2 separate regions of the Mus musculus genome follow, and region 2 is linked to region 1. Evidence: chromatin contacts called from public Micro-C data. All regions are on one chromosome and are shown on one strand. The core of a region is the stretch at or near the end of the contact, and the rest is flanking DNA. Distances in the headings are between cores, read along the strand shown. Region 1 overlaps Dmd (dystrophin, muscular dystrophy). Region 2 holds the start of Tab3 (TGF-beta activated kinase 1/MAP3K7 binding protein 3).

Region 1 (7,438 bases), core at 2,162-4,661:
GCATTTCTGGTGTAATCTGCAGGAACCGAACACAGGGGCAAAACCACCTGACAAACAGGATGGCCAAGTTATCTATCCTCTGCAGGATGTCTTCGGTTATCTATATGTACCTTGACCCTGCTATTGTAACTTGACTGGCTGTTTGGGGGTGGGGGAGGGGCTTGCTGTGGAATGTTTGCTGAAGTAGACGTTTTGGTTTTCTTCTTGTAATTGGAGTTTAGCCCCTGCTTTCTCACAAGATGTAGTTTCTTCAAAAAAGGGGTTGATTGGGCTTTACAATAACTTGTATACTTAAATTTTAAATACTTGTTTTAAATGTGGGGGAAATCAGACTTGGGAATATCCCATTCAAAAAAATGTTGTCTAAAGACTTGAGTTGCAGCTTAGTGGTGAGAGTGCTGGCCTAGTGTAAGCGAGATCCTAGTCTAAGCATATGCCCCGCTCACTATCTACTTATTTCTAGAAAAGTGCTCTGCCTATTTAACATAAAATAATTTTAAGCATTATTTAACGGCTATGCAGATCTGCCTCAGCGATGCCATTTAATTGGAAGACTAGGAGCCTTGAAACACAGACCCAAGTTCTACTTACTGTTGATTTCTCTACTTTACCTCAGGAAGGACTAAAGAGGATGAGTGATGCTATCTCCTTAGCCTAAGCAGAAGTGTTGAGACAGCAGAAATCCATGGAAGATTGTTACCAAGGACTAGGACCTCTAGCTATCCTCCTGTATCATTTTATAGGCAGTGGCTTCCTTGTTTTCTGATTGTGGGACTAGATGGTAGATAGGACCTTGCACATGCTTGGCAAATGTTTACAAGGGAGATAAATTCTTAGTCCTAGTGGCTTGGGATGAGGGCTTTGAAGAGAAATGACTTACGTCTCTAGTCTCTAAGATTGTATTTTAATTTGGACTGCCATCGGCTTCCCTTCAGATAGCTTCTTGAGCATTGGCCAGTGCTGTTTGCACATCATTCCCTGGCTATATTAGTAAATTGAGGCTATTTAGCCTTTGCAGGAGAGAAGGGCTAGAGCAAAGAATTTGGGAAGGGATGTTGAGATAATCCAGTCAGCTACAGTGTGTGTCGCAATCAATTAAACATGATTAGCCTTTCTTGCTAATAAGCACTCTCTTTAGCTAATTGTTTCTTTCTCCCTTTAATTCATGCCTTTGATTCCTGAGGATAGCTTTCATACCTGTGCTAGGCATGTTTCCACAAAGAAGCCTCAGCTCAGGCTGTAAGGAATAATCACGAGAAGAATTCTGACGATTCACTCATAGCAGGGGAAAATTATATTATTTGAAGAAAAATCAAATGTAGAATTGATGTCACCAACAGCTTAAGCCTGACAAAATACAGAAGGAAGGTCTTTCACAATATAATGTTATTAAATCCTTAGCAAGCACCAACATTTATTGTCCTAGACGTCAGAGCTAAATTAAGCCAGTATGATCTTTTCAGAAGTCTCTGTTTCCATCATTTATCCTCTCTCTCTCTCTCTCTCTCTCTCTCTCTCTCTCTCTCTCTCTCTCTCTCTCTCTCTTTTTCTCTGTGTAAGACAGTGTTTCTCTATGTATCCCTGGCTATCCTGTAACTACTATGTAAACTAAACCAAGCCTGTTCTCAAACTCACAGAGATCCTCCTGCCTCTGCCCCTGCCCCTGCCCCTGCCTCTGCCTCTGCCCCTGCCCCTGCCCCTGCCTCTTCCTTGAGTGCTGGGATGTGTGTCACTATGTCTGTCTTTATCTTCTTTAAGAATGAAATATGAGGCTGGAGAGATAGTGTCGTGATTGAACTGGCTGCTCTTCCAGAGGACCTAGTTCCATTCCCAGCACCTACCTGACAACTAACAACTGTCTGTAACTCTAATCTCAGAGGATCCAGTGCTCCCTGCTGACCTCTGCAGGCACTGTACACAGGTGTTGCACAGACATACATTCAGACAAGACATTCATACGCAGGAAAACCAATAAAATCTCAAAAAAGGAACATACCTCTCACCACGATGCTCCAGAAGCAGAGGCAGGTAGTGATTGACACTCCCTCCCACTTCCCCTGGCCCTCGCCCCCCCCCCCCCCAAAAAAAAAAAAAAAAAGAAAAGAAAAGAAAAAAATGTGATTTTTTTTTTTTTTTGGTTTGGTTGTTTGTATCAGCCACTGTATCAGTATTTCAGATTAGACTTTTATTATATATTCTGTATTGCCTCAAATAAGCCTTGTGAGCTTAGACATTAATCACTGTTTTATAAATAACACAGCTTATGTGGAAAATTTTCAGTTCTATTAACTTTAAAAATGGTTGTTGGAATACTGCCTACTTCACACTCGAAGTTCCCTTTATGTGAAACTGGATTCTTTGCCTTGACCACATTTTACCAAGGCTTCTCTGTCTTCAGCCCATCTGTGTACTTCCTAAGAAAATTCAGAGTCCTGTCCTGTCATCTTAGCTTTCTCAGTATCCAATCAGGATTTTCCTTCCTCTTCTATGCTTCTAAGTATGCTGGTCACCCTTCCCTGACTTCTGTGAGATGCCTGCTATATAGAGTTAGTTAGAATCTCTTATCTCTGATGTTTCCTACTGAAAAATTTCCAAGTACTGCCTCCCACTGTGCTCCTTGGCTGGAAACTCCTTCATGTCCTTACTGATATTCAGAATTGAACTGAGTTATATATTTAGATCTCTCTCCCCACTCCCCCCTCCTCCCTCCTTCCCCCTCCCCACCCTCTTTCTTTTAGTAGTCTTGGATGAACTTTTCTTCTTTCCCACTCTTGCTGTTGTTTAACTCTATTCTTACCTTAACTATGGGGTCTCTGAGAACAATACCATTTTTCTTAGTTCAGTGGACTATGGCTTAGGGAAAGGGAAGGAAAAGGGATCTAGGGTCCCAGAAAATCAATGGTCAATAAAGCTGCCCTTATTAGTGGTTCCCCAATCCTTTGTCTCCATAACTCTCTGAATGAGTTTTACAGGGAAAGTGTGTTACTAGAGGTTTATAGGTAAGAGCTGAAAGGAATGGAGCTGAGTTCCTCTAGAATGAGAGCAGGTTCCAAGAAGAGTTGCCACAAAGGTTCATTGTCCAGGAGTTAGTAAAGACTTTTCTTGGTTGACATATGGAGGATGGGGAAGGCTATGAATTGGTCAATGCAGTTGGTCTACCCACAAGGTGTCCAATTCTCTTCATCCCAAGTATCTAGACTGAACTTTCAGTCATACCTCCAGGACTAGCTTCCAGGCAGCTGTGAAGTACACACACACACACACACACACACACACACACACAGGAGGAACTAGAGTCCTCAAACAGTTCTGGAATTTCTGGCATCCAGCCAGGGTAGAACCAAGGACATTCTTGTTTCTGGCAAGGGTAAGAACTGAGGTCCCAGCCAGGCAGGAAGTAGTAGCCTTAAATTGCAGAACTCCAGGAGGCAGAGTAGGCGGATCTCTGAGTTCAAGGCCAGCCTGGCCTACAGAGTAAGTTCCAGGAAAAGCCTCAGCTACAAAGAGAAAACCCTGTCTTGAAAAACTGAGGAGAAGAAAAGAAGTGCATCCCCTGCCCCATAACTGTTTGGCTGGTTCCTTTGTTTAGTTTTTCCTTAGCACAGCCAGATTTCTAGATTCAAATCTAAATTTTTAACCTTAATGTAGACCCAAATGATGTGTTTAAAAATCACTTAATTGAATATTGTAAATTATATAATTTCCACTTAATGAAATACTACTGGGAGACTGAAGGTGGATGTCCATCTGTACAGGGAGACTGGATAGAGGTAATAATTTTGATGACACAACCATTCCCTTCCAATGTAAAAGATGACGTCTAAAAATCTGATAGCTGAAAAGGTTTGGGAAAACTCTGACAATTTTCATAGAGCAGTTTGAATGAAAACCAGACAATAGCTAGTTATTGGAAGAACTCTAGAGTAAGGAAAAACAAAAAACAAAAAAACAAAACAGAAACTAACCACAGAGAAGTGTGCTGCTTTGGAGGGAGCAAAGCATTGGACTAGAGGTTAGAAGAAGACCCTCCCAGAGCCAAGCTGTAAATTTAAATGACTGAAGGTGGCCAGATGGGAACTGGGGCATCCTGAAAAGCTTCTCTGGGAACTGAAGGCCCACTATTGTCATGCATGAATGTAGGCGCCAGTTGTCAGATTTACAGGTTCTTTCAGAGACTTAAACAATGGAAATTCATTAAATATTTATGTAAATCATTCTATGATTAAAAGATGGTTGTGCAGGTGATCTACCATTAGCCCACTAGTGAAAGATCAAAAAAAAAAATCAGTTTCTGGTCTTTCTAGTCTTTAGTCTATTGGTTGATTACCTCTGAAATAATGAAGTTGGCATTTCAGGAGAAGCATCATATTTGGAGATAACAACTTAGAAATAAGTAAGTTGAAAAGGTGAGGGCAAAGGAGGAACGCTAGCAATTTAGAAAATTTAGTTGAGATTGTAAATCTGGAAAGGCAGCAAGATAATGTTAGCATTAAAGCAGATGAGGAAATTTACTGCTGTTTATTTTCATCATTTCAAGCAAGTTTTCTGCAAATCCTCCAACTGTGAAAGAGGATGGTAAATTCAAAATAGGTGGTGTCAACCATATGCTCGTGCAGTCTAAAAAAGTTAGGGCACAACATTAAAAAAATCATGTGTGAAATTTGGTTATAGAAAGCTTTAAAAAGGTATACAAACTAAGTCTAAGTCATATTCGATCATTCCTTTTTATTTTTATTCATTTATACATTTTTTAAGACAGGCTCTTGCTATGTAGCTCTAACTGGCTTAGAATTTGCTATGTAAACCACAGTCCTTGAACTCAAAGAGCTCCACTTCTGCCTCACAAGTACTGGGATTAAAGTCCATCTCCTCTGGTCCTGTTTGATCAATGTCTTTATTATAGAGAATGAAAATTAGTTATACTGGCTCTGTCTTGGAGAAACTGGGATGTAGTCTATTCTGGAAAGAGAGTAGTACAGATAATTAAATAAGTTCAGGATGGAGGTAAAGCAGATTAGGGAAAATTTACAGGCCCATGTAGTTTTGGGAGTCCCTGAATTGAATGAGCTACCTATGTTTTTAGCATTGAGAAAACCAAGACAACAGTGACTGACAATTTTAAGCCAAAGAAGATGCACAGTGTCATTCTTGCACTGGTGGTCATGGCCTCTGTGACTGTAAGTTCCTTGTCAAGTAAAATGAAAAAGAGTTAACTTGGTGCAGCCTTAGACCAGGGACAACAAGACAGTAAGTGATGGCAGGGCTATGGATGTAGATGCACAATACTTGCTGATCATGACTAAATCCCTGGACCAATTCCCAGGACCATGGAAAATAACCCACCCCTACCCCAAATAGACAAAAACAAAATAAAAACAGATGTTGACAAACAAGAATGACAGAGTTATCCAATTTAATGGCTGGAGAGTTTGCTGTACATCGAGTTTCTTCTGGTGGAGTCATGGGTAGCATATGACACAATGTGTGTGTGTATAGCATAGTGTTTTTTTAATGAGATGACAGAAGGGAAAATGGCAGGAAGTGAAATTAAAGATTTACTTTTTTTCATAGTGCTGAATTCGCAGGTGCTCATCTTGGCTTTCTATTCCTTGACCTCCCCCACCCTTTAATGTCATTTCTCCTGGGAGGTACTGTACATCTGCTTCAGTCTTAGAGTTAAGCAGCAGGTGGCCAGGATGCTTGGCTGCAGGGGTTTGGAGGATAGGTGTTTAAGGCTCTGAGATTTATATTTAAGCCATGTATTTTCAGTTTCCAAAGGAACCTGAAATGTCTTAATTTCTGAGTTCTTGGGTACATAAATTGATATGTGTCTTGTGAGGCTCGCCCACTCTCTGCTCCAATCTCTTTGTTGTCCCTGCCCCATTAATTGAACATGACATTCCTCTGGTGTCCTAAATTTTTTACCCTCAGATCATGTTTTAGGTTTCCAAGATACAGGAGCTCTGATCTTTCTTTATCTCCTCTCCCGTTGTTTCTTTCCTTTTGGATAAATGCCATTTTTCATTTCTATTCTGTCAGTCCTAGTAGTTTCACAGATTAGGAGAGACAAATGACTTTTCCATATGGCTGAGTTTTACTAGAGGTCTGAGTCCTTCACTGCTTTATTGAAGACGTGCAGGCTCCAACTATGCGCTTACCTGAGCCCAAAAGGCTACTTCTCCCTCTCTGTGATTCGGATGCATTAGCTTTCATAGACTCCTATGGCCTACACATTTCTCTCCCTCAGAGCTATTTTTGCATGTGTTGAACTATTACCCTGCCTTGCCCTACCCACTCCTCACCATCCCTCTCAGCATCCTTCAGGTCTTTGCTTCAACTTGACTTTCTTAGAAAAAGCATGTGTTTTCCTCCATGTGCAGGCTCATAGCTTCCTTTGAATTCCTGTGGTCCCCTTTTGCACACTGCACCTTAATATTTAGTTCCTCTTTCAGCAGACTTCAGAGTCAAATGGCGCAGTGATCTGTCTTAGTTATTAGTGTATTCCATGAGTTTGCCATGGTATCAGGCATATACAGTGTGCTCATTTTGTGAGTTTATTTTAGAAACTTTAAAAGAAACAATTCTTTACCTCCAAATAAGGAGCCAACAGATAAAAGAAAGACTAAGTAGCTCAGCAAATAAATGGGTTTATTTTAGTTATTTACAAGAGCGAGGGAAACTCATGGAACTCTCCACCACTGAATGCTCGACCTTCAGTCAGATGGTGTTTGTTTTTCTCAAAGGTCTCTGTCTTATGCTGATTAGTGGAAAGGTGTTAGAATCTCAGGGGAGGGCCTCCTGAGGACCTTGTGACTAAAAAAGTTTTCACAGTGGCCATGTTAACTTCCTTACCTTTACTAGGTGTAGGTATCTGATACATATTCTTTTTATTTATTTCCTTGCCCAGACTATACGTTAAAGTCTTCTGTGGGTTATCATGACCATTCTGCCAGAGGCAACAGCTAGGCTACAGGGGTCATTAAGTGTTGAAAGAATAGGAAAAAATATGGATAAATCTAAGAAATTATATAACATGTAAACTAGCCATGTATAGAGGCACACTCCTCTAATCGTGCAGTCAGGAGACTGAGGCAGGAAGATGGGGAGTGTGAGGCCTGCCTGAGCCATGTGGTGAAAGTCTGTCTCAAATAGCTGAACACAATTAAAAGTTATAAGGCAGTTTTACTTAATGTGTACTTTTAGAATAGCTAGTGTTGTTTTAGATATGTTATGTAAGCATTTAAAATAATACTGCCACTATTTTTTGAAAATATTTTTAATGTTATACTAAAATATGCAATAGAGCATCATGCCATAGCTTATGTTTCTAGCACTTTGAGGGTGAAGACAAAAAGACTGGAAGGTAGAAACAGAAAACCTTGAGGTATGGGATAGCTTGGGCCACATAGTGAGACCCTGTATAAATAACTTATAAGTA
Region 2 (7,438 bases), core at 2,313-4,812, 500 kb after region 1:
GAGGGTGCTCCCCCACCAATCCACCCACTCCCATCCTCCCACCCTGGCATTCGCCTACACGGGGGCATTGAACAGTCTCAGGCTCAAGGGCCTCTCCTCTCACTGATTTCCAAAAAGGCTATCCTCTGCTACATATGTGGCCAGTGCAATGGATCCCTCCATGTGTACTCTTAGGTTGGAGGTCCAGTCCGTAGGAGCTTCAGGGGGATGTCTGGCCTTTTGACACTGTTGCTCCCCCCATGGGACTGCAAACCGCCTCAGCTCTTCCAGTCCCTTCTCCAACTCTTCCATAAGGTAAGGGACCCCCAAGCTCAGTCCAGTGGTTGGCTGCAAGCTTCTGCCTCTGTATTTGTCAGGCTCTGGCAGATATTTGTTGGGCTCTCAGGAGACAGATACATCAGGCCCCTGTCAGCAAGCACTTCCCAGCATTTGCAATAGAGTCCAGGTTTGGCTACTGTTTATGGGATGGATCCCCAGGTGGGGTAGTTTCTGGATGGTCTTTCCTTTGGTCTCTGCTCCACACTTTGTCTCCATATTTCCTCCTGTGAGTATTTTGTTACCCCTCTTTTTTTTAAAGATTTATTTATTTATTTTATGTACACAAGTACACTGTAGCTGTACATATGGTTGTGAGCCTTCATGTGGTTGTTGGAAATTATATTTTAGGACCTCTGCTCACTCTGGTCAGCCCCGCTCGCTCAGTCTCTGACTGCTCCGGCCCAAAGATTTATTTATTATTATAAATAAGTACACTGTAGCTGTCTTCAGACATACCACAAGAGGGTGTCAGATCTCATTAAGGGTGGTTATAAGCTACCATGTGGTTGCTGGGATTTGAACTCTGGACCTTTGGAAGAGCAGTCAGTGCTCTTACCCGCTGAGCCATCTCACCAGCCCTGTTCCTTCTTCTAAGAAGTACTGAAGCATCCATACCTTGGTCTTCCTTTTTCTTGAGCTTCATATGAACTGTGAATTATATCTTGGGTATTCTGAACTTTTGAGCTAATATCCACTTATCAGTGAGTGCATACCATGTATGTTCTTTTGTGACTGGGCTACCTCACTTAGGATGATATTTTCAAGTTCCATCTATTTGCCTGTAAATTTCATGAAGTCATTGTTTTTAATTCCTGAGTAGCACCCCATTGTGTAAGTATACCACATTTTCTATATACATTCCTCTGTTGAGGGACATCTGGGTTCTTTCAGCTTCTGACTATTATAAATAAGGCTGCTATGAACATAGTGGAGCATGTATTCTTGTTACATGTTAGAGCATCTTCTGGATATATGCCCAGGAGTGGTATTGCTGGGTCCTCTGGTAGAACTATGGCTAATTTCCTGAGGAACCGCCAAATTGATTTTCAGAGTGCTTGTACCAGCTTGCAATTTCACCAGCAATGGAGGAGTGTTCCTCCTTCTCCACATCCTCACCAGCATTTGCTGTCACCTGGGTTTTTCATCTTAGCCATTCTGACTGATGTGAGGTGAAATCTCAGGGTTGTTTTGATTTGCATTTCCCTGATGACTAAGAATGTTGAACATTTCTTTAGGTGTTTCTTGTCAAAATGAGTTTCCTCAGTTGAGAATTCTTTGTTTAGCTCTGTACCCCATTTTTAATAGGGTTATTTGGCTCTCGGAGTCTAACTTCTTCAGTTCTTTTTATATATTGGATATTAGCCCTCTATCTGATGTACGATTGGTTAAGATCTTTTTGCAATTTGTCAGTTGCTGTTTTGTCCTCTTGACAGTATCCTTTGTCTTACAGAAGCTTTACAATTTTATGAGGTTTCATTTGTTGATTCTTGATCTTAGAGCATAAGCCATTGGTGTTCTGTTCAGTTATCTACAATATATATAGCACAGTAGCCTTCCCTATGTGCAGTATGAGAAAGTGACTTAGGACACCTGCCTCTTCTGAACACCTATACCTTCCAAAAAAAAAAAAAAAGTGGCTTTTGACGCCGGAAGTTAAGGATCAGATTCAGCTCTAGTCCATATCTCATTTTCATCAGACTGAGGGGAATTTAGGAAACTGGTACTTCCTTTCCCTAGCAGTCCTTGGATCTAGATTATAGTTTCCCAGGACATGCAAATCCCGTGTCAGATGTTTCCCCCAGGGACCCCATCTCCACTGAAAGCTCCCCTCTCCTCAGAAGTTTGAGATTTGCTTCCACAAACCGTCTTCTAAGCATCTAAACTGGACCCTCCCCATTCCCCCCCATCCCAGGCAGTCTATGTTCCCCTTTCTTCCCATTCACTTTACATGATGGAGGACTACTCAGTGACTAAAAGCAATGACTTCATGAAATTTACATATAGCCTTTAAAAATATAGATGCTGCATACAAGAGAAAGGACACATCGGAATGTCTTATTCCAATTAATATAATTATTTCCAGTTTCATCCATTTTCCTGAAAATACATAGTTTGTCTTCGTAATAGTATAAAATTCCACATTTTTACATGCCTCATTTTATCCACTCATCTGTCGGTGAGCATCTTGGCTGATTCTTTATCTTGGCTGTTGTGAGTCGTGCTATATAGTACATGTAAATGTACAAGTATGTCTGTGGTATGCTTGGAGTCCTCGGGTGTATATTCCAGAATGATATATCTAGGTCATGTGGAAGTTCTATTTCTAGTTCTTTTTCTTCTTTGAGCGATGGCATCTCTCTTTGAATCCTATCTCTGTTTATTTATACCATAAAACTTTTTTCCTGTCCTCCATCTCAGACCAATATTTGTGTGTGTGTGTGTGTGTGTGGTCAGAGCATTATGTTCCTCAATAGTAAGTGTATAGGAAATTGAACAATACTTATTTGACTCTATGAATCAAAAGAAAAAAATACTAGAAAAGGAGTTATTTGTGTGCAAAACCCGACAACAGTTGTTTTCTCCGAAGAGCATGGTAATGTGAACCAACAGAATGAAAGAGCATCGGAGACTTTCTGAACACCAGGGTCACAGCAGAGATCAGGAGGAGCAAAGGACTTGGAGGACTTCTGGGAGCGTCTAAGCCTGTTTTAATCTTCGGAGCCTATGTGGGATGCCAAGCCTTAAGAGATGCATCTCAGTTTGGCTCCTGACCATGCGGAGCGCTTTACTGGGTTTCGCTCTGTAACTCCGCCCCACACCTCAGGAGGAAACAGGTACAAACTCCGAGCAGGGTTCTCACTTTAGAGGCAGTTCTGGGAAGCGGCAGAACCCACGGTCTCGCGCAGGCGCACTAAACTCCCCCAGTGCGGGGGCGGGGCCCAGCTCGGACCTGGGCGAGCCCTCGCGGCGGGGAGGAGGGAGGGAGATTCATTTATCACCTTTCCTGTGGGGACCCCGCCCTCTGGTTCCCGTGGGGAAAGCCTCGCGAGATCGCTTACAGCAGGCCCGGGCGGTGCCATCTTTGTGTCTGGCGAGCGAAGGCGCCCGACGGAAGCCCTGAAGCCGGCAGCTCTTTGGCCCAACCTCTCCCAGAGACCGGATCCAGGAAATACGAGGCGGGCTTCAGTGGGAGGGACGCCGCGAGGGAGGAGGAGGAGGCAAGGGGGCGGCGGCAGCGGCGGCGGCGGCTCACACCGGATCTGCCCTCGGCACGGCGCGCAGTCAAGGGGGTTCGGCCGGGGAAGCCGTGCCCGCCCGGACCCCCCGTGGGAGCCTGCGGACGGACCGAGGGCCGGGCGGAGGAGCCCGGAGCGGCCGCGGGGGCTCGGTGAGTGGTGGCGGGGAGGCCCGGCACCTGCCCGAGGCTAGGACTTCGGAGGTGCCCTGGGGTCGTCCTAGTGACCCCGCGACCACGACGTTGGGCGTGGGCGAGACTGCGGGTGTCGGCGGGGCTCGTCCCGGCCTCTGGCTCTCAGCCGGCCCGGGTAAGTACCTGGCTGCGGGAGGTTTGCGCAGGGCCTGTCGTGGCGGCTGCGCCCGCCAGGACGCCCCGAACGCCCCGAGGCCGAGGGGAGAGGGAGTGGCTGCGGGTTGGGGGTGGAGGGGCTTGATCGCTATCAGCCCTCGCGGGAGAGGCGAGGATGCCTTTCCTCCTGGGCTCCTGGACATCCTGCAGAACGCACCTCTATGGACAGGTTTGAAGTCCGGGTTAAGGCGTTCGAGGGATTAGGACTCGCAGAACTAAGGCTGATTCTTTTAAAGGTGTTGGGACCTGTGCGCAAGGTTAGTAGTGGTAGAAATGATTGTCGTGGAAGTGGTTTGCAAATAATTGTTGGCAGGTGTTGAGGAAAGCTAAGATACTGTCGTCTTTTAAAGATGACACTGAACAGCCGCCCTCTGAGGTCCAACAACAGATTAGAGTTGGTCCTAGTTGGAGGTTTATAGTTTACTACCGCGTATCTGCTTATAAAGTGGATTAAGTAGGATAGGAGGAGGGAAGATGTAGGCAAGGTGAAGGAGAAAGTAAGCTGCACAGTAAAGAACCAAAAGTTCAGATTCAAGACACGTTGAAGTATAAAAAACTGCCTGTTCTGAAGCATAACATTTAGAATTTGGTTGTTGCTGGGGAAATTGCCTGTTAGTGGTGCAAGGCAGGGCTCTTTGGTTGTGGGCTTCAGTAACCTTTGTCAATTTTTATCATTTATAATGTATTTAGGAGTTTGTAAACGGAAAGGAAGGAGCAGTGTAAAAGAACAACTTGATGAACCCGGCTTGCTCTGTACTTTGTTAGTGGGTGGGGGTCGGGGGCTTACTTTTTGCTTTATGAGTGATTTATAGGACTATAAAAGAACACACTTAGAAAGGACGCATGGTTGAGAAGTTTTTGGATTTTTTTAAATGGAGATTTAACTATAATATTCAATTACAAAGTACACTATCTTCTATGGTAACTTTTCTCAATGAACACTGGAAGTCAGCAAGCACGTCTTCAATTCTACATATACGTAATTTGTAATCAGTGGGTTATGTAATTTTTACAAACGTACAGTCCCCCTCCCCTTTCTCCTAGAACTTGTTTAATCAAGACAAAGTTGGCTTTAGGGAAGGTAGATAATAAATATATGATTCCTGACGTTACATCTGACAAGGCATAATGAATGTCCAGTCGCCCTGACTTTTCTTCTGTTATGTGACATATTCTTTAATTGCAGGCAACCCTGTGCAGTTTGTGTTGGAGCAAAGTGAGCTGAGTATCTGCAGTCACTGGACTTGGTAGGCAGTATGCATTTTAATTGAATCCTAAGTGTTTCTCGATGTTAGAGACAATGTCTATTGCACAGATAACAGCATAAAACTTCAGTATTCTTCTGTAGCTTGCTTACATAGCTGAGGTTATATAGTGCGTAAACTGCAAAGCTAGAACTCAGATTCTTGTATATCTAAGTTTAGAGCATGTGTTCTTTCTAGATACGCTGTATGTGTTTATGTGCTGGCATCAATTTATTGAAAGTGGAAATTTTTTATTGTAAAGAAACCATTCAATTCTGTTGAAGGTTTTCGTGTGTCTTAAAAGATAATCTCAAGTATTTTTTTTTTATTTTGGATGTGTCCATTTTTTAGACGGAGGTATGGTTTGAGCTAATGTGTAAAGATTCTAAATAGTTAGCAGTGACCTATACCTGAAATTCATGGTTTTGGTAACTTCACCTTAGTGTACCCAAGATACTTCAAAGAATAAATGTTTTGTTTACTCTGATCTTGAATTATATTTATAATTGTACTACTAAAGTAAATAGCAAGTGTTCACAGGGGCCTTGGGTTGTGATAGTGTCCACAGGTCCTTCTTAGACCTCAGAACAGTACTTGTTAGGCAATTTTGCTGTTCTTCTTTACATTTAGTCCCAAAGTTTTAGAGTTAGATTGCATTTTGCAAAATATACGGCCAATATTAGGGCAAGCAGCAGCATCTCTTATGGGCCTAGGGGTGGACAGATTTTAGATCTTCCAGAGCAGCGAGTTTCCGAGCCTTTAGTGAAGTCACAGGGACACTTTGCAGAGGTGTTAGGTTGGGAAAGGCATGGCTTTTGGCTCCCACTGCTCTCTGCTGTTGGGTCTCTTGACGTGCTGTTGAGCTCGTCCTCGTCCTAGCTCTTATCTCTGTTGAAGAGACAGGCCCCACATCTGGGTAGAGTTCAGCTGGAAGAAAAGCTAGAGCAGTAGGGGGTGGGGTGGGGAGGAAGATGACACCTAAGTGGTGTTCATCCTCCAGCAGGTCATTCGGCCAGAGTTAATTATGTGGTTAATTATCTTTGGCTGGAAATTCTAGAAATGTTTTGCAGTTTGGGATCTTTTTTTTTTTTTTTTTCTAAAGATGTAAATTGTTTTAGAAGTCTTCCTGGAATGGCCCTGTCTCACAGACATGGAGAAAAGATTTCTGAGTTTCTCAGTCTGGGTATGTGTTCTATGGAGTATGGGGCTGGTTTAAATAACACCTTGTAATCTTGACGGACAATCTTTGGGTTGAAGGAGCAAGTTTTTAATTATAGTTGTACTCCCAAGAAAGAGTTAAATATACTTTACTTGGGAAGGTAATTACTCCTGGTATTTGGCCTATTAGAGTGGAAAATATTGACAAATGAGAAAACCTACCTAGAAGTAAACAGAAAGCCTTTCTGACATATTTTATATCATCACTATATAAAAAAGCACACCGGGAAAGTGTATGTATGTAGAAGCTTATTTTCATTCCTTTGGCATAACCCTATATTAATATTATAATCATGAATATTTGTCTAAAACTGAAATAGATGTAATGAAATACTTGGAACTATCCAACTGAATCCTAAATATTGAACAACATTTTTATAATTTAGTTAATTGAAAGCTCTATTTGCTTACTATCCTATCCAACAGTCCACAATCTCACTTTTCTTCTTGCTTAAAGTCTCTCAGCTTGTATTCCTTCCTTTCTTGATGCTATCCTGTCATCACCTGGATCTTTCCTTTAATTCTCAGTTAACCCTGGGGTCTTTTGCAAGTTGTATGAAAAGTGAAGAGGCCTACAAAGCCTTTAAGCCCATCCCCTGGTCTGAATTCTTTTGCCCTAGCAAGTCAAGAGGAATGCAGTTAAGACCCTATAACCCACCAGATTGTGTCTTTAAAAGGAGAATGAGAATAACAGATTGAGGGAGGCAGTGTCCAGACTCTTGCTATGGTTTCCTGTCTCCCTTCTCCTGAAGAGTCAAGAAGCTAAGTTTGTAGAAGCCAGTGTGCTGCAGAAGTGGGCGTTGTTCCCTCCTTCTCTTCACCACCCACCTTACTCTCAGACGGTCCACTCCTTCCTTTAAGCAGTCATCCTCAATTTCTGTCCTTCTCCTAACTAGGTTTAGCCTTCATCCTCTTTGATCTCTCCCCTACCCCCAGCTCTGACTTTTGTCCTTTTTCATGCCCTTTCTCCTGCTCTGCTTTGATCAGAATTTAAGTAAGCTCAGACTGTTTTCTTAGTGAGGGAAGATTTCCTTCTACTTGCAGAACTTAATAGGGCAGTGATAGTTGGTGT

Evidence for each region. A called contact is a pair of places that touch in the nucleus more often than the background predicts.
Region 2: a Micro-C map of embryonic stem cells shows a contact between it and region 1, with 3 times the contacts expected there. The contact joins the promoter of Tab3 here to the enhancer-like site in region 1. A contact is called at or near these places in 1 of 484 Hi-C or Micro-C datasets (embryonic stem cells) and 1 of 115 datasets of contacts at active chromatin or transcription factors (embryonic stem cells).

Annotation. Positions count from the first base shown.
Region 1 is chrX:85,073,705-85,081,142 of GRCm38.p6, forward strand. All of the region lies in intron 63 of Dmd (dystrophin, muscular dystrophy), which reads left to right. Among named protein-coding and RNA genes, the nearest start is that of Fthl17a, 170 kb to the right of the region's middle. Within about 2 kb of position 3,412, at least 13 of the 459 cell types and tissues checked have an H3K27ac peak or open chromatin away from gene starts, as enhancers often do. A contact at or near this core is called in embryonic stem cells, where this site is marked.
Region 2 is chrX:85,570,460-85,577,897 of GRCm38.p6, forward strand. Tab3 (TGF-beta activated kinase 1/MAP3K7 binding protein 3) reads left to right here and starts at 3,563. Exons shown (of 10, transcript NM_001358447.1): 1 at 3,563-3,863; 2 at 5,091-5,151.